Regions from separate parts of the Mus musculus genome. Here all the other regions are linked to region 2. The links are chromatin contacts, called in public HiChIP or PLAC-seq and promoter capture Hi-C maps. All regions are on one chromosome and are shown on one strand. The core of a region is the stretch at or near the end of the contact, and the rest is flanking DNA. Distances in the headings are between cores, read along the strand shown. Region 1 holds the start of Rnh1 (ribonuclease/angiogenin inhibitor 1). Region 2 holds the start of Mob2 (MOB kinase activator 2). Region 3 holds the start of Ascl2 (achaete-scute family bHLH transcription factor 2). Region 4 holds the start of Phrf1 (PHD and ring finger domains 1). Region 5 holds the start of Irf7 (interferon regulatory factor 7). Region 6 holds the start of Taldo1 (transaldolase 1). Region 7 holds the start of Tspan32 (tetraspanin 32).

Evidence for each region. Promoter capture Hi-C pulls out the DNA fragments that hold promoters and counts their contacts. HiChIP or PLAC-seq counts read pairs in DNA pulled down with a chosen protein or histone mark.
Region 1: a promoter capture Hi-C map of pre-B cells shows a contact between it and region 2, with 3 times the contacts expected there. The contact joins the promoter of Rnh1 here to the promoter of Mob2 in region 2. A contact is called at or near these places in 2 of 39 promoter capture datasets (liver and pre-B cells).
Region 3: a promoter capture Hi-C map of liver shows a contact between it and region 2, with 2.3 times the contacts expected there. The contact joins the promoter of Ascl2 here to the promoter of Mob2 in region 2. A contact is called at or near these places in 6 of 39 promoter capture datasets (cranial neural crest, embryonic stem cells, hippocampal neurons and 2 more) and 1 of 115 datasets of contacts at active chromatin or transcription factors (microglia).
Region 4: a contact with region 2 is called in a promoter capture Hi-C map of pre-B cells, with 2.4 times the contacts expected there. The contact joins the promoter of Phrf1 here to the promoter of Mob2 in region 2. A contact is called at or near these places in 3 of 39 promoter capture datasets (fetal liver, liver and pre-B cells).
Region 5: an H3K27ac HiChIP or PLAC-seq map of microglia shows a contact between it and region 2, with 4 times the contacts expected there. The contact joins the promoter of Irf7 here to the promoter of Mob2 in region 2. A contact is called at or near these places in 1 of 115 datasets of contacts at active chromatin or transcription factors (microglia) and 1 of 9 other capture datasets (adipose tissue).
Region 6: a contact with region 2 is called in a promoter capture Hi-C map of pre-B cells, with 6 times the contacts expected there. The contact joins the promoter of Taldo1 here to the promoter of Mob2 in region 2. A contact is called at or near these places in 1 of 39 promoter capture datasets (pre-B cells), 1 of 484 Hi-C or Micro-C datasets (B cells) and 1 of 115 datasets of contacts at active chromatin or transcription factors (pancreatic cancer cells).
Region 7: a promoter capture Hi-C map of fetal liver shows a contact between it and region 2, with 2.4 times the contacts expected there. The contact joins the promoter of Tspan32 here to the promoter of Mob2 in region 2. A contact is called at or near these places in 3 of 39 promoter capture datasets (the C10 cell line, erythroid cells and fetal liver) and 2 of 115 datasets of contacts at active chromatin or transcription factors (memory CD8 T cells and pancreatic cancer cells).

What each region holds. Positions count from the first base shown.
Region 1 is chr7:141,167,511-141,170,654 of GRCm38.p6, reverse strand. Rnh1 (ribonuclease/angiogenin inhibitor 1) reads left to right here and starts at 1,719. Exons shown (of 10, transcript NM_145135.3): 1 at 1,719-1,979.
Region 2 is chr7:142,059,096-142,062,488 of GRCm38.p6, reverse strand. It overlaps Mob2 (MOB kinase activator 2), which reads left to right and starts at 1,455. Exons shown (of 5, transcript NM_028308.2): 1 at 1,455-1,504. The coding sequence starts at 1,488.
Region 3 is chr7:142,967,917-142,971,053 of GRCm38.p6, reverse strand. It overlaps Ascl2 (achaete-scute family bHLH transcription factor 2), which reads left to right and starts at 1,790. Exons shown (of 3, transcript NM_008554.3): 1 at 1,790-2,083; 2 at 2,355-3,137. The coding sequence starts at 2,074. The coding sequence ends at 3,136.
Region 4 is chr7:141,227,313-141,230,542 of GRCm38.p6, reverse strand. It overlaps Phrf1 (PHD and ring finger domains 1), which reads right to left and starts at 1,755. Exons shown (of 18, transcript NM_001081118.1): 1 at 1,652-1,755. Gm51460 reads left to right here and starts at 927. Exons shown (of 1, transcript XM_030243134.1): 1 at 927-2,337. The coding sequence starts at 1,332. The coding sequence ends at 1,820.
Region 5 is chr7:141,264,963-141,268,427 of GRCm38.p6, reverse strand. It overlaps Irf7 (interferon regulatory factor 7), which reads left to right and starts at 2,004. Exons shown (of 10, transcript NM_016850.3): 1 at 2,004-2,038; 2 at 2,384-2,805; 3 at 2,889-3,051; 4 at 3,137-3,353. The coding sequence starts at 2,792.
Region 6 is chr7:141,390,825-141,393,993 of GRCm38.p6, reverse strand. It overlaps Taldo1 (transaldolase 1), which reads right to left and starts at 1,834. Exons shown (of 8, transcript NM_011528.4): 1 at 1,676-1,834. The coding sequence starts at 1,772.
Region 7 is chr7:143,004,245-143,007,263 of GRCm38.p6, reverse strand. It overlaps Tspan32 (tetraspanin 32), which reads right to left and starts at 1,605. Exons shown (of 8, transcript NM_020286.3): 1 at 1,246-1,605; 2 at 259-356. The coding sequence starts at 1,345.

The DNA of each region.
Region 1 (3,144 bases), core at 470-2,969, 890 kb after region 2:
TCTTTGTAGAAAGCTCACTTTCATGCTGGTAGAAGGAAGGCAGGTGCTTGTCTTTAGTTTGTTCTGAGGTCCTGGTATGGTGCTAGAAACTCATTGTACCTGCCAGCCACATGGCTTGCCTGAACCCAGGCTCCTAAGTTGGTAGCCCCTGCCATTTGTCTGTGGGTACTCAGTATCCATGAAAACAACTACAGCTCTCACCTTAAAAGGAATAAGAGATAGTTTATTCTGGAGTCATTGTTAGTGACCATGGCCTGAGAACACAGATTTAGGTTACTCCAGATTCTGTGTTCCCATGGAGGTAGTTTCATGACGTTTTGTAGTTTTACAGAAGAAAATAGTAGTAAACAAGGCAAGTTTAAGTACATTGAAGGGTACATCAGAGAGATTGGTACAACAAGAGGAAGGAAGCTTTTCTGTAAGTCCAAGATGCCAACTGATGACATTCTTGGCTTTTGGTTAGTGGAAGCTACTGGTCTGCTAAAGGATTCCAAAAGGATGCTGGGTGTGGTGACACTTGCCTTTCCTACCAGCAGTCAGGGGGAAGAGGAAGCCACATCTCTGTGAGTTGTAGGCCAGCCTGATCACAAGATATTAGTTGCAACACAGGTAGGCAAGGAAGAGCTGTTCTAGAGGGGTAGAACTAGCCCAGGATAAGGCAGCCTCTGGAACTGCACCAGCCCAATTTCTCCACAGCACTGAAACTCTAATCAGCCAGTCTCTGTAGATACAGCTTCTTTTCAGGAATTCTCCTTCATGGCAGCAACAAATAAAGGCTGGCTGGCCAAAGTTTTCCTTCTAATTGGGCAGGCTTTAATCTTTCCCCAAAGAACTGATCCCCAACTTCACAGGTCAGTTGTTGGTATTGGTTCCATGAGGATGGCTCTGCAGCGATGAAGATTAAGCTCTGTCTGTAGTGGCCACTGCACAGGGTTTATGAAGCTGAGTTCCAGCCTCTTTTCTTGCCTGTCTCTTTGCCTCCTTCTCTCCCTTCAGGGCTCCCTGTCCCAGGTCTTTTAGGGAACACAATTCCTGATTTCCTATGCTGGCCTGCTAGACTCTCCTTTACTTGTATTATTAAAGTTCCCGGAGGGACTCAGAACAGCATCTGGCAAATGACAAGTGTTTAACAAACACTTAGGTGGATGGATGCCAGTTCCTTGGCAAGGGTGTGTGTGGCCATTTGTGCAAGAGAGCAGGGCTCCTGAGTGACAAACTCTCAATGCTGACTTTTTCCACAGTGCTAGAATCCCAGCACTCAGGAAGCAAATCTGCATGTTCAAGGCCCTCCTGGGCTACACATCAAGACCTTATTTCAAAAATACAGAAACCAAAAGCAAATCCTATAACTTGGGAGTATGTTACAAAGTTTAAACATGGGCTGGAGGGATGGCTTAGGACACTGCTCTTCCAGAGCACCCAGGTGTAGTTCCCAACACCTGAATGGTGGCCATTCCCCAAGAATCTGATACCCTCTTCTGGCCTTCCTGGGCACGATGCACAGATATATATGCAGATGAAGCATTCATATATAAACGATATTTAAGACAAATATCAGAAATGCTTAGTGACGAAATGCTTGAGAGCCCCATGCATCAGAGGCTCTCGACATCCCAAGCCCTATCCCCAGGGAGAAAGGCTGTTCATAATGAACACTGTTCTAGCCATGAAAACCTGGTCGGCCTGTAGGAGAGATGGGTGTGTTCATACCAGAAGCTCTCATCACAGTCACACCCATTTCGTGGCAGCTGTGGATCATTTTACGTATTTTTAGTCAGGCTCAAAGAAGTGACTCAGGTTTGTCAAGTTCTGTTCCCAAAGTGCAGCCTGCATGTGGGAGGGACAGACCTAGTGGGCGGTCTCCAGTAGGCAAAGTGAAAGGCTAGTTGGGGCCAGAGAAAGAGAAGCGGCGAAAGTCTCTACGCCCCGCCCTGGGCGGAAGAAAACGGATCGTCTGGGACCTCTTGCAGCGGCACCAGGTGAGCAAGGGCCATGTTCCGGGGCGCCCGGCTGCCTTTGAGAGTTTTTTTCGGGTCCCTTCCTGGCCCTCTTAATACGTGGCAGAGCGGCTGGACCAGAAGGTTTGAGGGATCAAAAAATTGGGCGGGGGCGGGATCACGGGCCCGGCGAGTCTCTGAGGCCTGTTCCTCCCTTAGGGTGACACATTTGTGCCTCAGAGGAGCCTTGCTTGGTGCTTGAAGGCTGACCTCATAGCTCCGTCGCCAGCGACCTGTTCGCTCGCTCACTTTAAGGCCCAAAGAGGGTGTCTTCAGATCCTAGGATTAACCCAACAGCTAGGAGCAGCTAGTTAGCAATATCCAATCACATCAAAGCAGAGGCCTGAATCATGCTTCTAAGCCAGGCTGGTGGGACCTCCTGCCTGGTCCCAAGGCCAAACAGGGGGAGGAGTGTGGGAGAAGAACCAGCTGCCTGGGTTCTTTCACATCCCTTGCCCCTGACCTCAGATGATCGTCAGGACTGGCTGGCACCCTGCCTCCCATAAAGTCCAGTCCTGTGCTTTCCTCAAAGGTAGATACTCTAGGACCCTGTAGTCTGTAGTGCATAAGAGAGCAGGTGTGGGTTGCACCTGTGACTAGAAGTACTGTAGCTACCCCACCCCAGTGGCAGTGCCCTAGTGATGACTGGCTTTGGATGACACATCTGATCCAGGCAGTGCTGGTTTTACTCCCTGGCGAGTTGTGGGTGGGGCTAACTGGTTTCTCCATGCCCTGGCTATATGTCCACAGTGAGTTATCTCTGCCGTTGCCTCAGTTTTCCCTGTCACTAGCCCTTGTGTCAATATGTGTAAAGTGCTCCTGGTTAGCATTAAGGGGGTATCCTCCTAGCCCTGGGAAGGAAGGGGAAGACCCCGTTAGTAAAGCCATGTTGTGCCAGGCACTGTAACTTCACACAGAGCTGTTTGCCAGTTTCGGTAACTGTTATAGAGAGCAGCTGAAGTGACTTCTGTTTCTCTTAAACAGAACCTAGTACCGCTCTCCCTTCAGTGCTAGGAGCACAGCACTGATCTCTTCTTTCAAGCCTTCCAGGATACCCACATGCTGTCCAGGCTAGCTTGCTTGACAGATAGTTGCTTAGGAATGTGGAGACATGGGTATTTGTCTCTAGGCCTCAGATACATCCTTC
Region 2 (3,393 bases), core at 206-2,705:
AGGCCACACTGCAAGGTAATCAGCTGACGTCTGGCTAAAGCAAAGTGATTATGGTGTGGGGAAGTCATCCAGTATGACTGGGCATCCATAGGAATAGAAACAGAGGAGAACACAGGCCTGATTTTTCTCCTCCTGATATGGTCTTGACTTGGGACTTTTCCCTCTCCAGATCTTTCATTATTATTTCAGTTTCATCTCAGGTATTTTTTGCTGATAAAACTGCAACCCCACCCACTCCCAGTGCCTGACTGTTCATGCTATAAAGAAGGAATGGACTGGACATTTCCCAGCATCCTGGAATGGTTCTTTGGGGAAGGTGAATCCCATTTCAAGTATATGACAGCTGTATTACAGCAGGCAGTTGGCCTGAAGGTGTTATCTGTCTGGTGCCTGATATTCATGACACTCTATTGAAGACACTAGTGAGTTAGGTTGTTGTGATCCTTCTGCTCAACTGTGTGCTCCTGCAAGCATCTCTCCAGTGTAGAGAATAGAGAGTCAGCCTTTCAAAAAGTATTCAATGAGTTCCTAGTACTGGTCAGGCTCTGGAAAGAGCGGACAATAGGAGAGATACCCTGGATCATGAAGAGACTTACTCGCTGGAGAGAAGTATCCTGGATAATAGAGGCTCACCCAGGAGCCAGAGGGTACAGCACATAGAGGAAGGGAACAGATGGGGATTGAAGGGGACAATCATGTCCACTGGGGCGGGCAGCTGGGATGCAAATGAACGGCCAGCAAAGCTAAGGGACACAGAAGAGGCAAGTGTGGTCAGAACAGTTCTGGCAGAGGCACTAGGTGTGGGCAAAAGATGATAACAGTGGGAAGATGGACATCAGGAGGGATGTAAGCAGCAAGGGGTGAGGCACTGCAGAGGAAAGGAACACATCCTGCAGAGCAGAGGAACTCCGATGTTCCAGCCTGGGGGGTCTGGATACTCCCAGGTCTGGGATACTGGGGTCAGGGATACTCAGGTCCCAGGAACTTCAGACTCCCACGGGTCTGTGCATTCCACAGATTCAGGCACGCTGGTGGTAAGGTTCACTCCTGGGGTCAAGGCACTCTATAGTGTCCTAACACTAGAGGTGTGCAACACCGGGGTCACTCTAGAGACACCGGGGGTGTGATACTCCAGGATCCAGGGCACTGCGCAATGACAGGCAGTTTGCGAGTCCGAGGCACTCTGGAGTTCCGGGCGTCTGGGTTTCTGGGGCCCTCTGAAGTTATTCTCACTCTGGTGATCCAGAAACTCTGGATGGTCTTCAGATACAGGATGCTCCTGGGTCTCGAAGCCCCGAGGTTGGCGATGGGGAAAGGTCCTGACACTCCAGAACAGGTACTCGGGACATCGCCGCAGGGGCCGCTGGGACTACGCGTCCCAGCAAGCCGTGCGCGCGTCACGTCCGGCAGCGGGCGGGAGCCATCGAGTGTTTACTTCCGGCCGCCGGCGGGGCTGAGGCCGAGCGAGGCGCGGGCTCCGCGCAGCCATGGACTGGCTCATGGGGTGAGTGGCGGAGGACGGCGTAGCGCGGCGCTGCGCGGGGCGGCGGCGAACGTAGGGAGCGTAGGGCGGCGGGCAGCGGGTTCCAGGAGGGGCCGGGGCACGGAAGGACGGCCAGCCGCTGCGGGGTGCTGGGAGGCCGGGCAGGCGGCCGGCCGGCCGGCCGGCGGGAGAGAGGCCCGGTCCCCGAGGCGCTGTCCCGAGAGGCCGCGGTCCCTCGCCGCGAATCGACGGGCCGCGAGTCGGGCACCTGGCACTGTCGGTCGTCGGTCTTCGCGGGGCCTGCGAAAGTTCTTCCGCCCAAGTGACTTTCTTCCAATTTACTTTTGAGGAGAGTGAGAGGCGGGCGCTCCTAGCCGCGCGCGCTCTCCCGGCGGCTCGGTTCTCGACCCTGTGGCGGTGTCCGCGGCCCTGCTGTGGGGTCCGTATAATCCTGCTGGACCACAGAGAGAGCCGGCCTTCGGCTTCGGCAGTACGAGGGCTGCGCGGGACTCTGGAGATAGAAGCGGGGAAGGCGGAGGAAAGTGTAGTGGTGGCACTGTCAGGACGTCTGAGGCTGTTTGACCTCCCAGTGCTGCAACCTAGGGAGACAGCGGACTAAGTGAGCAGCCCCAGGGATAATCAAGAGACTAAGGGAGGCCGGGAGCCACATAGTGCCACTCAGGACGTTAAGTGTGGGTGACACGGGGGACTAGGCGGAGGCTCATCTTATTTCTTCAAGAGGAAGCCCTGTCACTGGTTCCTATCTGCTTCCTAGCTATGTGGTCCTCTCTAGACTTTTTTGTAATGGATCGTCTGTCAGATGGAAGCTGTGAAATCTGCAGTACAGGTTTACTGAAGGGTTAACTGAGGTAAGGGCCAGCACATGTTTTGCATATGGTAAGCTTGGCAGATGTTATGTCCTGGCCTTTAACAAGGTCTCTGAAGCCCAGGGGTTTTAAGCATAGGACACATATTTGAAACCAGCCTATTCCAGACCATTCTTCCTTTGTGCACTTGTGGAGAGGGCCAGCACTTGACTATAACTTGGCCAAGGTATGGTTTCACTGCAAGTGAACTAGATCTGTCAGCTTGGTGACTGAGGAAGCTGACCACTGCTGTATGTGTAATTTTTCCAGGCTCATACCCATCCAGGTGCTTTTTGCTTGGAGGCTGACCAGAAGCCAGTCGTTAAACTCCTCTGTCCCTCTTTCATAGTATTACTATAAAAGTAGGAAGAATGGAAGTTGCAGAGTGAGCCTTCAGAGGACATCCCCCCGCGCCCCCCCCCCCCCATCTACTCCACTTTGTCTTCTGATCCCTGGTGAGAGCTGACAAAGTAGTCGGGAGTGAAGCCATTTTTTGCTTCAGAGTACCCACTGTTTGCTCAGGGCTGAAACTCTCTCTGTAATTAACCATTTAAGTAGTTTTTCTGTCTGGAAGAATAGGACAAATGTATCATCTTTTATTGTGTCTTGGTCTTGGTCTTTTTCTTAATTCAGACCATCCGATATCAATGAGGGGTTTGGAATGTTTCAAGGTTTGTTTGTTTGCTTGCTTATGTTAAAGTAAAGGTTTTGTTAATTACTTCATGTTGGGTGAACCCAAGTATGGGTGCAAGAGTAGAGGTCTCTTACAGAAATTGTTAGAGCCAACAGGGAGGTCTACAGAAGTTTAAGTGGAAAGCTACATCTTTCTCTTAGTTGGGTGAGGATCACGCTGGGACTTTGAGCATCTCACAGCCTTATCTTTTGTGTTCCAGCTGCTCAGGAGGAAGGGAGGCCCTGCAGGGAAGCATGCTTTGGATAACCAGAGCAGAATTTGGCACGTTGGGACTTGATGGTAAACCTGCTGGGACTTTTCTGGAGAATGTTGTAGGTGTGGCTCTTAGCCACCTCTTGTCCTGTAGGTTT
Region 3 (3,137 bases), core at 541-3,040, 910 kb before region 2:
AATATGGTGAGACCCCTGAAAGAGTCGTGAGTCTTTACACACACACACACACACACACACACACACACACACACACACAGACACACACACAGACACACGGTGATGTACCTAAGTTGCTAGATTGCCTAGAATGCACCACATTGTCTAGCATGTATCATATATGAAGCCCTGGGTTCCATCTCCAGCATCACATACAATGAGTGTGACGGTGCATGCCTATAATCTATCTGGAGATATAAGAAGAAGATAGACGTTCTGAAGTTCACAGTCATCCTTAGCTATGTAGTGAATTAAGGGCTAACCTAAGCTTCAGGAGACTCTCCCACCACCACCCCTAAATGGAGGAAAAGTACAAAAAACAACTTAGGGAAAGGCAGGGAGGAAACAGGGCAGCAGTGGTCTCCGTACAGTGAGGGTTTGCAGATCAAACCTCCTCAGGGCACCAGGATACAAACTGTTTCCATCTCTTCTGTATATGTGTGCATGCTTGCGTGTGCAAGGATGAGCACAGCAGTGTGTATGGAGGTTGGAGGATATCTTGGATGTTGGTCCTTCCCTTCCAGCCTGTTTAAGATAGACGTTGTTGTTCATTATTGCAGTCCTGGGGCTAGCTGGCCTGGAAGTTTGAAGGAATTCTCTTCTTGGCATCTTGGGTTTCTATGGGTTCTGAGGATTTGAACTCAGGTCCTCACACTTGCACAGCAAGTGCTTTACTTAACAATCTCCCCAGACCAACTGGATTGCTCCAAACAGCAGAGAAGTGACTAGACTTATCCAAGTGCTCTTAGCAGACACCCGGGAAATTTCGACTCACTGCCCACTTCCCACAGCAAGGTTATCAAAAGGCTGGATTAGGATGATACAGCCTTGACGAATCCTGGAGAGTCATGGAACCTGCAGGCAGCCCCACACTGGCAGTACATGCTCCAAGGCAGTGCGAAAGCAGAGAGAAGCCTGGTTTTGGTAGCCCTCCCCCAGTCGGATATTTACAAAGAAAGTAACTCCAGGTTACTACCCACAGGATAGACCACTTGAACCCTATAGGTCTTGCTTGGCTCCCAAGCACCTACCTAGTCCTTTGAGGGAAAAATTGGGCTTGCTACGGCCTTGAGAGCACACTTCTGGGACAATGGGGCAAAACTGAGACTTTGACAAGGTCAGTGCATTTCCCTTCCCCTTCAACCTTCCCTCCACCGGCCTCAGGGGAAGGATGGGACTGAGAGGTCTGCTGGAATCCGAAGAAGTGTTATTGAACAAAAAGTCCAGGAACCGAACAAAAACTAGTCTGGGTAGATTCACCATTAGGAAAAGAGACCCAGACTTGGAGAGCTGGCTGTAAGGTGCAGATGGGTGACAGTGTGAGAAAGGAGTGGACTTGATTGTATTCTCTCAGGTCAGGGCAACCGGTCCTGGGGATTCTTGAAAACACAGAGGCATGGGGTGTGCATGAGGGGCTAAATGGGTACAGGTGCCCAGGAACATGAAATTTCCCATTACTGGTCTGAACCACTCCTCAAGCCCTTCTCACACTCAAGGGGCACAGGTGTGCTCCTGCAATGCGTGGACACCGGGTCCTGGTGGAGGAGCAGGGTGGGGCGGAGTGGGCGTGGAGCCTTGTGCGAGACACTCCCCCATCTCTGGAGCCACGCGCCAGGCGTACGCTTCCTTCTGGCCCCGGCATAGGACCGCGCCAATTGTCATTGGCCAAACGGGCGATCCCAGATTGGCTGAGACCCCGGCTCCCGCCTCCTCCGCCAGGGGGAGGGACGTGGGTGCGGGTTTGAGGCTCGTGCTACCCTAGGGGGTCGCGCTCTTCTGCCTCCTACCTCTTGGTCACCGCAAAGCTTGGTCCGGTTCTTCATCCGGCTGCAAGCGCTAGGTGTGCGGAGACCTGGCAGCTCTTGGGGCTTAAGGGCTGAGCACCAGGACGGGTGGAGGTGCCTGTAGAGTACATTCGGACCCTCTCTCGGACCCTCTCTCAGCCCCTGAGTGTGCGGGACCTGCGGAGCGCAGTTCGGGATCTGCACTCGAGGATTTTTCGAGGACGCAATAAGCTAAGCATCTGCCCGGAGCATGGAAGCACGTCAGTAGGCCATGAACTGCACCCGGGAGGGGTGGGGGTGGAAGCGCACGGTGTCAGCTTTGCAGAATGTGTACGCCAAGGGGAGGGTGAAGCGTGGCGGGAGGGCGAGGCGAAGGAAGGAGGGCGTGAGAAAGGAGGCGGTGGCGGGCGGAGGAGAGTTATCTATACTTTTTAAAAAAAAGGAGCCGCTTGAGCCGCGTAAAGGGAGACTTGGGGAGCGCCTGACAGCACGCGCGGGACACGAGAGTACCACGCTTCCCTACTCTTTCAGACCTTGACTGGTACGGGGTCCCAGGACTGCAGGAGGCCAGCGACGCGTGCCCTAGGGAGTCCTGCAGCAGTGCCCTGCCTGAGGCCCGTGAAGGTGCAAACGTCCACTTCCCACCGCACCCGGTTCCTCGCGAGCACTTTTCCTGTGCCGCACCAGAACTCGTAGCAGGGGCCCAGGGGCTGAATGCAAGCTTGATGGACGGCGGCGCGCTGCCCAGACTCATGCCCACCTCGTCTGGAGTCGCTGGAGCCTGCGCTGCTCGGCGGAGACAAGCGTCTCCGGAATTGCTGCGCTGCAGCCGGCGGCGGCGATCTGGAGCAACCGAGGCCAGCAGCAGCTCGGCTGCCGTGGCACGCCGCAATGAGCGCGAGCGCAACCGCGTAAAGCTGGTAAACTTGGGCTTCCAGGCGCTGCGGCAGCACGTGCCGCACGGCGGCGCCAACAAGAAGCTGAGTAAGGTGGAGACGCTGCGCTCCGCGGTAGAGTACATTCGTGCGCTGCAGCGGCTGCTCGCAGAGCACGACGCGGTGCGTGCCGCGCTCGCTGGGGGGCTGTTAACACCCGCTACTCCGCCGTCCGATGAGTGCGCGCAGCCCTCTGCCTCCCCTGCCAGCGCGTCTCTGTCCTGCGCCTCTACGTCTCCGTCCCCGGACCGCCTGGGCTGCTCTGAGCCTACCTCCCCGCGCTCCGCCTACTCGTCGGAGGAAAGCAGCTGCGAGGGAGAGCTAAGCCCGATGGAGCAGGAGCTGCTTGACTTTTCCAGTTGGTTAGGGGGCTACTGAG
Region 4 (3,230 bases), core at 506-3,005, 830 kb after region 2:
AGGCCTACACAGAGAAACCCTGCCTCAAAAACAAAAGAGAGAGAGCCAGGGAGTTGTGGCACACCTTTAATCCCAGCACTTGTGAGGCAGAGACAGGCGGATTCTAAGTTTGGGACCAGCCTTGTCTACAGAATGAGTTCCAGGACAGCCAGGGAGACACTGAGAAACCCTGTCTCAGAAACAAACAAACAAAACAAAAAACAAAAGAGAGAAAGAAGGATCATAAATGTCACTAGATATGACCTTCCTTCTGTACCAAGCTCTAGTTCCCCAAATAAGAACCTATTCATATATGTGGTCTTTACTCCTCTGTGCCACCTAACTTTCCCAGTTACTTCCAGAGGAAGCCCCTTTCACAGAAAATTCATTCAAAAACTCACTAGCCTATCCTGTGGTACCCTATGCTTCCCACCAAACCTAATGTCCACAGTCAGAGAAAAACAAAACAAAACAAAACAGCATAAGAAAGCTGAAAAATAGGGCTCAAGATCAGGGGCCCCAGATCCTAGAGGTCCATCGGCCTCAAGAACACACAGGCTATCCACTCAAAGCCACAGGGAAGGGCGAAACCCTTCTCCAAGAGGTCAAAGGCCAGGAGAAGAGCTGATGGTCTCTAAACACAGAGGGCATAACTTAAGGAATGTCAATTGTCACATGTTGCTCCTGCCTGGGAACAGTAAAGGGAGAAGAGTTCTGATAAACTATCTTACGTCTACCTGGTGCTCAGAGAATTTGCCACAGACTCCTGCTGAAACACACCGTCTCTGATATTAGAAAATGCAGACTGAGATAGACACAGAGCTTTGGCCCATTCATGACGGGGACCTCGGTCATGGTCCCAGTTTTCAGAAAAGAGGAGCTATAAGGAACTCTGTGAACCTCACTCACACAAGTCTTGGCTTTCTCTCAGTGCTGAGTGACGCCACAGGTTGCCCTTTTCACTCAGCATTCTTCCCAGAGGAATGAGTATAGAGTGGTCTATGGGGAGAAAGGAGGAATGCCGAGCTGCAAGTCAATCTCAAACTCCAACTGTGCTTCCAACCACTGGCCAAGATGACAGTCGCCAGACACGTTACTGTTTTCTGTTGCAGAGTACTCCTTTCAAGACACGATGGGAGCAACCCGGGGTTCAAACACAAGACAGGAAGACAGGTTTGAAAGCAATGTTGGCTCTGCCACTCTGCAGCGATGTAACACTGACAAGTGACTTTACCTCTCCGAACTATGGCTGTAAAGCTCCGACAGTGGTGCCTACTCGAGAATGCTGGGAGGGCTCCTCGAACTAAGGAAAACGATAATCGCGACATCAAGCACAATTTGGGCAAGTTCAGATGGTGCTGGCCAGGGCGAGGGCCATCAGGACAGAAAACCAGGTAGCTAGGGGTCACACCTTTCTTATGCACCAGTCCAGGTTCCCGCATGACCAGACAGGTGGCCGGCACCACGCCCATGGGCCTCCCGGTCGCAGCCGGACGTTCCGGGGCTCAGCTCGAGGCCTCAGCCACCCTCTCGTCCTCCGGACCGACCCGCGGCCAGAGCGACGTAGGCCTAGCCGGCCCGGAAGGCCACAGACAAAGCGTACGGCCACCATAGGTGGCCCGCGCGGCCGGACGCGACAGGGACACCGGGCCAGAGCGGCTACCGCACGTACCCGGGAACCTCGCGCCTCCCGGACGCTCCTAGACGATCCCGCCTCTGTCCGAACACGACCGCAAGTAGGCCGGTCAGCCGCCGCCGCCGTCGCCGCGCGCTCCCCGACCCGGAAGTGCACCCATACTCTTCCGGAACTTTCTGCCCTGCCCGTTGGTGGAAACTACTAAGGCCAAAACGGGGAGGAACTCGCGGCGGAGGATGACGAGACGTTAGCGCGTCCCCTTCCTCTCAGAACACCGACTAGCCCATCACAAGTACTGTCAGAGGAGAGCAGTGTTTTGCTGAGCGTGTGCTGTCCGAGCTCTCACCAGTGCACTAAACCAGGCTGTGGGTCTCACCTCCATGCAGTTGGTACAGTCCGACTCCCCATCCGCCGCGATGAATGGGAGCGGCCCCGGGACCACGTCTCCGCCCACAACCGTCCCGCCCTCCCGTGAGCGCCTCCTCCTGGTGGCTGGACTTAACTGCAGCCCGCGGCTGGAGGAGCGCTAGAGAAAAGCTTCAGGATGTCCCCTGGGTCTTCAGGTTCCCTTCCAGTATGCAGTTAATCATGATGGATCCTGTATATACGAGCTCCTCCGTCCCCTTCAGCCCGGCGAGGAGAGGCACAGTAACTTGTGAACACCGTGAAGAACTTAATTGTATGGCACAGATAATTAATAGAAAGAACAGAACTAGAGGTTACCGCCTGGCAGTAGGACACTTTCTTGCCTAGTACGCATAAAGGCCTGGTGAGAGGGGTCAAAGTATGGAGCATAATAGGATTAGGGGAAGAACCATGAGAGGACTCAGGGAAAATTCAGACCCACAAAACTGAGACTGACCTAGAGGCTGAGGGGATCAGAGGACACTGAGGTACTAAACAGGTGGCAATCATGGCTCACTGGACTCAACTGCCCATTTTGTGGTCCAGGGACCACTGTGGCTCAGAAGGGATGGCTTTTGATAGGAATAGAAGACAGACTGTAGCCGGGCAGTGGTGGTGCACGCTTTTAATCCCAGCACTTGGGATGCAGAGGCAGGCAGGCGGGTTTCTGAGTTCAAGGCCAGCCTGGTCTTCAGAGTGAGTTCCAGGACAGCCAGGGCTATACAGAGAAACCCTGTCTCGAAAACAACAAGAACAACAACAAAAAAAAAAAAGGAAAGAAAGAAAGAAAGAAAGAAAGAAAGAAAGAAAGAAAGAAAAAAAAAAAAAGAAAAGAAAAGAAAAGAAAAAGAAAGGAGGAGAAGACAGACTGTAGATTTACTGAGAAACTGGATGAGAGGGGCAGGGAGGAGAGGGAAGGAAGAATATGAAGATGAGGAGATAGGAGTCTACTTAGAAGAGGGAAAGCTAGGGTTATCCCCAGAGAGCAGAGGACAAAAGGCTGCCTTGGAGATAAAATGTGGTGGTAGTGGGGACCAGCTTTGGAACCTGGGACTTTCAGTGCTAAAAAGTCCAGATTCTACAAAGAAACTCAAGGGTAGGGTACTGAAGAAAACAAGAAAAGGAGAAGCAAACACATACATCAAGAAGGGATCTGGGGCTGGACAGGGTGACATAACCTTTACTCTCAGAAGAGACAGGCGGACCAGTG
Region 5 (3,465 bases), core at 755-3,254, 790 kb after region 2:
TATTTATCTTATCTATATAAGTACACTATAACTGTCTTCAGCCACACCAGAAGAGGGCATTAGATCCCATTACAGGTGGTTGTGAGCCACCATGTGGTTGCTGGGAATTGAACTCAGGACCTCTGGTGAAGCAGTCAGTGCTCTTGACCACTGAGCCATCTCTCCAGCCCTGAATACTTTTAAATATCCAGTTTTATGCATTTATACATACAATGTATCTTTTGACTTTCATTTCGGCTGGTGATTTCCATGCCCCAGTCTCCCTTGTCATTTTCTTTCCCCCTTGTTGGAAGCCTTCTTAACAAGTCCCCTTCCTCCTTTTCCGTCTTCTCAGTATCCCTCTGAGTTTAACTAGTTTCTATTTAAATGTTTTGTTTGGTTTTGGTGTTTTTAAATTTTTACTTTTATGTGTATCAGTGTATGATCTACATGCATGTCTATGTGACAGTGTCAAATTTTGGAGTTACAGTTGTGAGCTGCCATGTGGGTGCTGGATTTGAACCCCTGTTGTCTAGGAAGAGCAGTTCGTGCCCCTAACCACTAAGCTATTTCTTAGTTCTAGCTTCTTGACCCAGCTGGAACAAGGACAATTTAATCACTGAATAAAGGACACCCCCTTCCCTAAAGGTCTACCCACTGCAATAAGAAGCTTCTTTGGCCAGGTATGGTGGGTGGCGCACGCCTTTAACCCCAGCACTTGGGAGGCAGAGGCACGTGGATTTCTGAGTTTGAGGCCAGCCTGGTCTACAGAGTGAGTTCCAGGACAGCCAGGGCTACACAGAGAAACCCTGTCTCAAAAAACAAAAACAAAACAAAACAAAACAAAAGATTCTCTGAAGAAGGATGGACACAACCCTTGACTGTGGAGATATATTATATATATTTAGTTGTGTGCCAGAAGAGGGCATCAGGTCCCATTAAAAATGGTTGTGAGCCACCGTATGGTTGCTGGGAATTGAACTGAGGACTTCTGGAAGAGCAGCCAGGGCTCTTAACTATTGAGCTGCCTCTTCAGCTTCCAGGGTCTTACTCTATAACACAGGTTGGCCTCAATCCTTCTGCTTCAACCTCTGTCCAGATGGTATATTCTTCCCAGATGGTATACTTTTGTTGTTGTTGTTGTTGTTTTTTGTTTGTTTGTTTTTTGAGACAGGGTTTCTCTGTGTAGCCCTGGCTGTCCTGGAATTCACTTTGTAGACCAGGCTGGCCTCGAACTCAGAAATCTGCCTGCCTCTGCCTCCCAAGTGCTGGGATTAAAGGCGTGCACCACCATGCCCAGTTTACTTTTTTTTTCAGATTTATTTATTTATTATATGTAAGTACACTGTAGCTGTCTTCAGACACACCAGAAGAAGGAGTCAGATCTTGTTACGGATGGTTGTGAGCCACCTTGTGGTTGCTGGGATTTGAACTCAGGACCTTCAGAAGTGCAGTCGTGCTCTGACCTGCTGAGCCATCTCACCAGCCCCCAGATGGTATATTCTTATCTGTACCATTCTCAGTGTTAAGCCAAATTGTACCATAGTCTCTCTTTAGACTCCACTTTCTAAGATTTTTTTCAGCCAGCTAAACAAAACAAATAAACAAACAAAACCTACTGACTGTTGTGGGTATCCCTGCCTTGTCCCAATGTGCTTTCCTGAAGAGGTCCTGGGGAAAGACCTTTCCCACACTTCCACCAGGGGCTGAGCCTGGCAGATAGACCTCCACCTACTTACTATTCTTACTGTCCTCCAAGACATGGCTGTTCTGTCCAAAGCAGGGTCAGCCTCTCTCATTGAATCTACAAAGAGCCTGGAAGACTGAATCTGAGAGAGTGATCAGTGAAGGGCAGTGAAGAGAAGCTGGGGGGTGGGGGGGGAACAGGAGGGAAGGATTTGCAATTGAGTGCTACAAACTAGTGACACCCTAGTGACGTCTGGAGCCCTTAAGCCACACCCTGCCTGGGCTCTGCCCCGCCTCTGCCCGAAGTACTATAAAAGCACTGGCACCCTCCTTTTCACTGAGATAAAACCCGTCCCGGCGGCTCCGGTACCAGGTATGTGGGACTCTTGGGCCACTCGGGGAGGGAGGTGAGCTAGTGCCACAGGGGAAATTCTTGTCCCCTCTACAGAGTAGTGAGTGATCAGTGAAGGGCAGTGAAGAGAAGCTCGGGGGAAACAGGAGGGCAGACGTCCCGGCAGGATTTGCAATTGGGTCTGCAGGGATTGGGATCTGAGTAAGGGTCGGGTGTAGTTTGAGGACTGCACTGGTAGGCATGGAGACAGTGGAGACAGCGGGAAGCCAGCAGCTACCGGGCGCTGTTTAGACTGTTTAGGTTTCATTTTCCTGAGATGCAGTTTCGTTTTACTCGTCTGGGCCCGCCCCTTTTGTGTCTTCGCAGGGTCCAGCCTGTGACAGCCCATCCAGGCTCGGACGCTGGATTAACACCTGTGACATCACGTGTGCGCTCCCGCTACATCTGTAGTCACATCTACAGCCACCTTGGCAGAGGAATCTACACTGAGTTCTGAACCTAGGTGACCACAAGTTCTCAAACCTCATCTGTGACCCTCAACACCCTAATACCTGGGTCACACTTGTGAAACTGAAATTCCTACCTGTTACCAACACTTGTAACGTTTAAAACACATTTGTGAAACTTGGTCACACTATCTGTGGCTACAACCTAAAACCATAGAGGCACCCAAGGGGCCTTATTTGCAATAGCTGACTGCTCCAGTGACTACAAGGCATCACAGAGTAGTAGCATCTACTTTGATTCTCCCAGACTGCCTGTGTAGACGGAGCAATGGCTGAAGTGAGGTGAGAACATGTCTACCCTGGTTGTATTGGGTCCTGTGTCCCTTACATTAGCCCTAACCCCAGCGTGGCTGCTCTGCCTGCAGGGGGGTCCAGCGAGTGCTGTTTGGAGACTGGCTATTGGGGGAGGTCAGCAGCGGCCAGTACGAGGGGCTGCAGTGGCTGAACGAGGCTCGCACAGTCTTCCGCGTACCCTGGAAGCATTTCGGTCGTAGGGATCTGGATGAAGAAGATGCACAGATCTTCAAGGTGGTACCCAGTCCTGCCCTCTTTATAATCTGCCAGAACTCCTGGGGGAATCCAGCCTCAACCCATGCTCTCTCCTCTCCTTCAGGCCTGGGCTGTGGCCCGAGGGAGGTGGCCACCTAGTGGAGTTAACCTGCCACCCCCAGAGGCTGAGGCTGCTGAGCGAAGAGAGCGAAGAGGCTGGAAGACCAACTTCCGCTGTGCACTCCACAGCACAGGGCGTTTTATCTTGCGCCAAGACAATTCAGGGGATCCAGTTGATCCGCATAAGGTGTACGAACTTAGCCGGGAGCTTGGATCTACTGGTGAGCAGTGCCACAAACAGGGATGGGCCAGGGAGGTACATGGCCTCTGTCATTTTGGTGGTTTCAATGGTTTGATTTGTGGTTTTTGAAACTAGTTGTAGATTCAGTTCCT
Region 6 (3,169 bases), core at 585-3,084, 670 kb after region 2:
AAAACAAAACAAACAAAAAACCCTACAGACCCAGGGCTGGGGACACAGTTGAGTGGCAGCTGTTTTAGCAGGTGTGATGTCAGAGCTTGAGCTCTAGCCTCCCCTCCCCTCCCCTCCCCTCTCCTCCCCACCCCACCCCCAGCTGAGCATTAAGGCCCAAAGACCCTGAGGTTCAGAGGAAAATGAAAGGGGTCAAAAGCGTTCGGAAACTCTATTTTCAGGAGCCTGTGATACCCAAGGGGTGAAGAACCCTCACCACAGCTGGGCAGGGGTGGTGCACAATGCTGATCCCAACACTTAGGAGGCAGAGGCAGGCAGATTTCTGTGAGTTCGAGGCCAGCCTGGTCTATAAATCAAATTCCAGGAAAGTCAGGGCTACACAGAGAAACCCTGTCTTCAAACAAATAAACACCAAAAGAAACCTTTACCATCTGACAAAAAAAAAAAAAAGACTTTGAATAAATAAAGTATATAAAATAGATTTTGAATCTGACAATGTTTATAATTATTTGTTTTAAGCCACACTGTCAATGAATGTGCTCTTTGGCTCTTTGTTGTTGTTTGAGACAGGCTCTTACTATGTAGCTCAGGCTAGCCTGGAACCATGTAGCCCAGGCTGGCCTCCAACTCATAAAGATGTGCCTGCCTCTGCCTCCCAAATGCAGGTGTGAGCTACCATGCCTGTCTCTTGCTCTCTTCACAAACATTAGCCGGTAAACTCTGCACTACACACACAGTGGAAAAACCTTAGGACTCCCAGATGGATTTCTGGAAGCTGACGAACACAGCTTGTGTCAGACGGGTTTGCTATTAGACCCACATCAAGTCTGTCCTTTATAGCTAAGCAGCCCAAATATGCCTAATCACTCTCTGCGACTCTCTGAGAGATAAACAATGCACTTACTCATGAGGAATTAAAGCCTGTTTCTCAAGTCACCGTGAGAAAGCAGAAAAGAGCAGAAGTGCTTTTGTACTGAGCTCACACGGAGCATTTCCTGAAAGTCTTTCTCACAGCACATGTGAGATCACCTCCACCACCCTCCAAGGATGAGAGCAAGACTAACAGCACAAGTCTTTCCACCTGTTTTCCGCGTCCCTACCAAGTCCAGGAAAATCTGAGTACTGGAGCTGCGCATGGTGGCACTGCCTGATCCAGCACTAAGGCTAAGATAGAAGGATTACCAGGAGTTCCAGAACAGCCTGTGGCTACACTGTGAGACCCAGTCTCAAAAGAGAAGGAAGTATGACAATGATAACCATTTGATTTAGTGTGTGCAACTGGTCTGACTCCAGCCATGCTGTGTACTGCCCATAGAGAGTAACCAGCTGCATGTGGAAAACCAGTGCAACAGGCTGCAAAAAGCAGATGGTGTCCAGTCTTGCAGACTGCACTGGCTCCAAAGTTGAGCCTGTGTCATCGTAGGGAATTGGGAGTAGGGGTGGGGGCACCCCGGGTCAGGGAGACTTTCTCGGACTACCTCTACCCACCGAGGCTTCGCGCCGGGCTCCCAGGGTCACCAATAGCCCAGGAGCTATTGATCCTTGAAGGTTCCGCAAACTCACCAATCCCAGCTCCAGCGCCCGCGAGGCCCCGCCCCTGACACCCACACCGGTGCTGGTTCCAAAATTGGGGGCGCAGCAGCTTAAATAGGGCGCATGCACCGCGTCCTCTTACCATTGAAATCACCCGTGTCGGCCACCACGGTGGTGAACTGCTTGAGCTGGTCCAAGGCGGACTCCATCCTCTGGCGCTTTACCGGGGACCCCGACATGGCGAAACGCGAACAGCTGAGGCGGTAGCCGGTGCGTGCTAACCCACAATGCCCCGCGCGTCCTGGCCAATCAAAGCAAAGCTAAATGAAGCCTGACGACGAGCCCCGCCCATGTACTTGGAGACCTTGCCATAGACCACGCCCCGTGTCACGGTCGGAGTTCTCTTCCCCAGTAGCGAGTGGTTAGTTTCTACCAGTCCAAGGAGAGTGGATTCTTTGTACCCCTCTAGAGCTCGGATGCGTAGAATGAACAGACAACGGATTCTACTGAGACGCGCGCTCAGTAAGCCTCAGACCCCACGGACTACGGATGGATGGGTGGCAGCGCTCTCGCTCCACACCCATGCTAATCCTTGAGCGGGTCCTTGCCTCCAACTGTGCATTCCCTACAGGGGCTTCAGAAGTGCACCCTTTCTCCAGCTGTGGGACTCCCCTACTCCCAGTTTAGGGACTGGGAGCTGCGCCCTCTCTGCTGATCGCGATAAGTCAAGCTCGGTGCAGCCCCTGCTTACAGGCAGACAAGCTAAAGCACAGTCTGAGAATCAATACAGGTGTATGGCCCCATGGGCGACTTCTGGCAAAGCCACCAGTTTCCGCTTCCCAGATGGAGTGGTTCTGGTGTTGCCTTAAGCTGCTGGGTGATCCTTCCCTTGCCCATGATTTTGCATCTCCCCTGGCTGGAAGTCTGTCTGGAATAAGCAGCAGTTTGAGAAAGTTGAGATGGGGAATTGAATCTTCAGTCATGAATAAAAATAGTAAGGGCAGTTTCTTTTACAGTGTTCCCATTATTGATTTGCAGTTCTTTGAATATGCTGGCTCAAGCTATTACACATATATGTGTATGCCGGATATTTTCTGTTAATATTTTGTTTACCACTCGTCTTAGTTTGCTTTCTATTGCTGTGATAAACACCACCACCCAAAGCAACTAGGCGAGGTTGATTGTACCTTACCCTCCCAAGTAACAATCTATCACTCAAGGACTGCAAGAAAGGCGCCTGGAGAAAACTTCTCACCGGCTTGCCTCCCTTGGTTTGCACAGCCTCCTTTCTTTACAGCCCTGAACTTCCAGGACCACCTGCTCAGGGATGGCACCACTCACCGTGGTGCTATGGGCTTTCCCTTATCAATCATTAATCTTAAAATTAATTTTTTCTTAAAAACGGAGCCAGGCAAGGTGGTACAGACCTTTAATCCCAGCATTCTGGAGGCAGTGGCAGGTGGATTCAAGGCCAGCCTGGTTTACATAGGGAGCTCCAGACTCGCCAAAGGGAAAAAGCCTTGCCGACTGACTTGCTAATCTTGAGGACAGAGGCATTCTCTCATTCGAAGTTCCCTCCTCCTGCAAAATCCGAGCTGTGTCAAGTTGACAAAAAAAAGTAACCAACACACTTTTT
Region 7 (3,019 bases), core at 356-2,855, 940 kb before region 2:
AGGGGCCCTGCAGCACCCAGGTAGAGGTTTTTTTTTTTTTTTTTTTTTTGACTGGTCCAGGTAGGAGGGTCCTGATTGAGCAAGTGGAAGGTCCTGACTGTGTAAGTGGAGGGACTCACTGGTCTATATCCCCTGACCTTTGCTTCTTTCTGGATACTTCTGCTGGGGTCAGGCAGCTCCCTGGTCTTATTCCTCTCCAGCTCTTGTCCCCGTCTGAGGTCTGGGAGCCGGGGTCGTCTGGCAGCACATGGAACTTACCGCAGCCATGAGGCCATGGGCCTCCCTCACAGTGGCTATGGTGCTCAGAGCAGCTCCCAGGCTCAGGAGCCCCGCTAGGCTGATCCCCACATAGAAGGCTGTGGGAAGAGAAAGACAGAGGGTATGGAATCTAGCCTGGGGACTGGGCATAGAGGTTGGATCTGAAATCTATCTACTTTGGGAGTCACAGAGCTAGAACTGACCTTCGGGGAGGTCCCAAAAGGCACATATCTCTGGCTCAAAAGAAGGAATGTCCATAGCCCAATAGCCTGTCCTCCTGAGGCTGAGAAGGAAGGGGGAAGAGAAGGTAGCTAAGAGACAGTACTCTTTCCCCCATTCCTCCTGTCCTCCCTGCCTCACAGACTATCTTTAAGGACATCCCCATACTCTAGTGACAGGTGACAGTGTAGGCTGTACCTTATCAGTGCAGGCCCAGGCCCCAGGCTTCCTGCCTAAGGGAGGCCTAGTGCCTTGGAAGGCAGGGACTGGGGCTACCCATCCCCCATTCAGGGGCCTCAGTTTTCCACTTTTTCCTACTGGGTGGTGACCTTCCTAGATTCCTTGCATTCCTCTTATTAAAGTGGCCTTGTTCTTGTGGAAGTGAGGCACCCTGGCAGGTTGGGTCCTAGCTGCACATTTTCTGCCCTCTGTATATGGTATTCCCTGCCAAGCCCCACAGGCCCACCTGAGTGGGCCCCAGGAGATCCCTGCCCTGAACACATAGATCTGGGCCCTGCCACAGCTTCACCACTGCTATGGGGCAGGCGAATCAAGGCAGGAGTGCCTGCTGTCGCCTAAACCTCCCCACCTTTGTTAGTCCAACCCAGACACTGGGGCTGCCTCTCCCTACTCCTGACCTCTGGTTTTTGGCCAAAGCCAGCTCCTCTGGGCAGCCTAGGGCTGGGGAGTAAGGTCTGTTCCTCCCAGATGTGTTTGGCCCTGGAGCCCTCTCACTTCCACTCCACAGCCATTTCTGGTCTCACTTACCCCAATAGCGCAGTGTTTCATAGGGGTTCCTCTCCAACGATGCATGGCCAATCACAGTAAAGTGGTCTCCAAAGTGAATGACAACCACCATGGTGGCCATAGAGAGGCCCAGCAGCTGAGGGTGAAGTGGGCTCACTGTCAGCGCTGGGGAGTTGCAGAGGCCCCTCACCCTGACAGAATATAGGGTCTGGGCTTCTTAGGCCCCCAGCCTGGCTCCCTCCAGCTTCCTTGGTGCACAGGAACAAGGCAGCTACAGGAGGCCTACATATTTCTGTGGGCAGGCACTCACAGATAGTGTACTACACACAGAGATAAGTAGAAAACACACTAGCCAGTGCCCCATGGTGCTCAGCTCCTCTCCTCTCCTCTCCTCTCCCCTCCCTTCACTTCCTCTCTCCTCCCTTCCTCTTTACTCTCCTCCCTTCTGTGGTTCACCAGTGAGTGGGGACCTCAGACCACAGCAGACACAGTAGGTATCGCTGTGTCCTCCCATCTGAAGACCCAGGAGCTCATATCAAACTGTCTGCAGAGACTCGTCTGCAGTCCCTGACCTGGCAGTCCCAGTCTCTGGGTCCCAAGCAGCACCCCTTCCGGGTAGTCCTTGCACACTCTTAAGTCACCAGCCAACCTAGGTTTTCCCAGGCTCTTCACTGACCCTTGCCTACAAGGACATCAGGTACAGATGTTCACAGTCCTCTAAAGGTGGCCACCAGGGACCCAGAACCAGTCTGAGGGACTGTGGTGTGGCAGGAGGGAAGACCACAGTGCTGGAAGCCCGGGCATGGTGAACTATTTCCTCTCCTGCCTGCCCACCCATCCACTCCTGCCCCACATGCATGTTACCAAGACTAGGAAGTTGGTGATCAGTATCTGGCATTTGGCAATCTTGATTCGATTCCAGTGCCCCATGGTGCTCAGCTCCTCTCCTCTCTGCCCTCGTCTCCTCTCCTCTCTTCTCCCCTCCCTTCACCTCCCCTCTCCTCCCTTCCTCTTTACTCTCCTCCCTTCTGTGGTTCCCCAGTGGGTGGGGACCTCAGACCACAGCAGACACAGTAGGTATCATTGTGTCCTCCTATCTGTCAGCAACCCTTGTAACCTAGTGGCTGTGTTGGGGGAAGGAAGAAGGGCAGGCCGGAAGGGGGGCAGTTTCTATACCAGCTGTTGCTCTGGCCTGGCCCAAGATAACTGGATTTTTGTAGGCATGAGGCCTCCCTTTGGGTAGGCTGGGCTACACTGCAGCATGGGGAGGGGTGGAGTCTTGAGGGGAGCAGAAAGAGAAGGACCTATGGTTATAAGGCATGGCATTGGTTGTAAGGGTGTACTAACCTGTAACTGTCCAGCTACGTAAAAACCTTTAGTGTTTGGTTAGACCTCATGTCCCAAAGTCCTCCTGGGACTAATCCCCAAACAGGACTTCTGCAAGTGGCAAATGTGTCTCATGACCGACCTGATGGCATTAACCAATTCATAACTGGCACAGAGGGGAAGGGTGTGATAGAGTCAAATCTCAGGAAATGTCCAGGGGTTGGGCAAACAGGCATAGGCGTTTCAAGATGGAGGAAGTCTGTTTGTATTGACCTTCGGTGAACTAGCCATATTTGATTGAAAAACAAAAGCAGAGCATGCTTCCCACAGCCAGCACCTGGGAGGCTGAGGCAGGAAGGTATTAGCAAGTCAGAGGCTAACCTAACACACTCAGTGAGACCCCCACCTCAAAATACACAGGCTGGGGACAGGGCTCAGTTGAAGTGTTTGCAGTGCAAGCATGAGGACC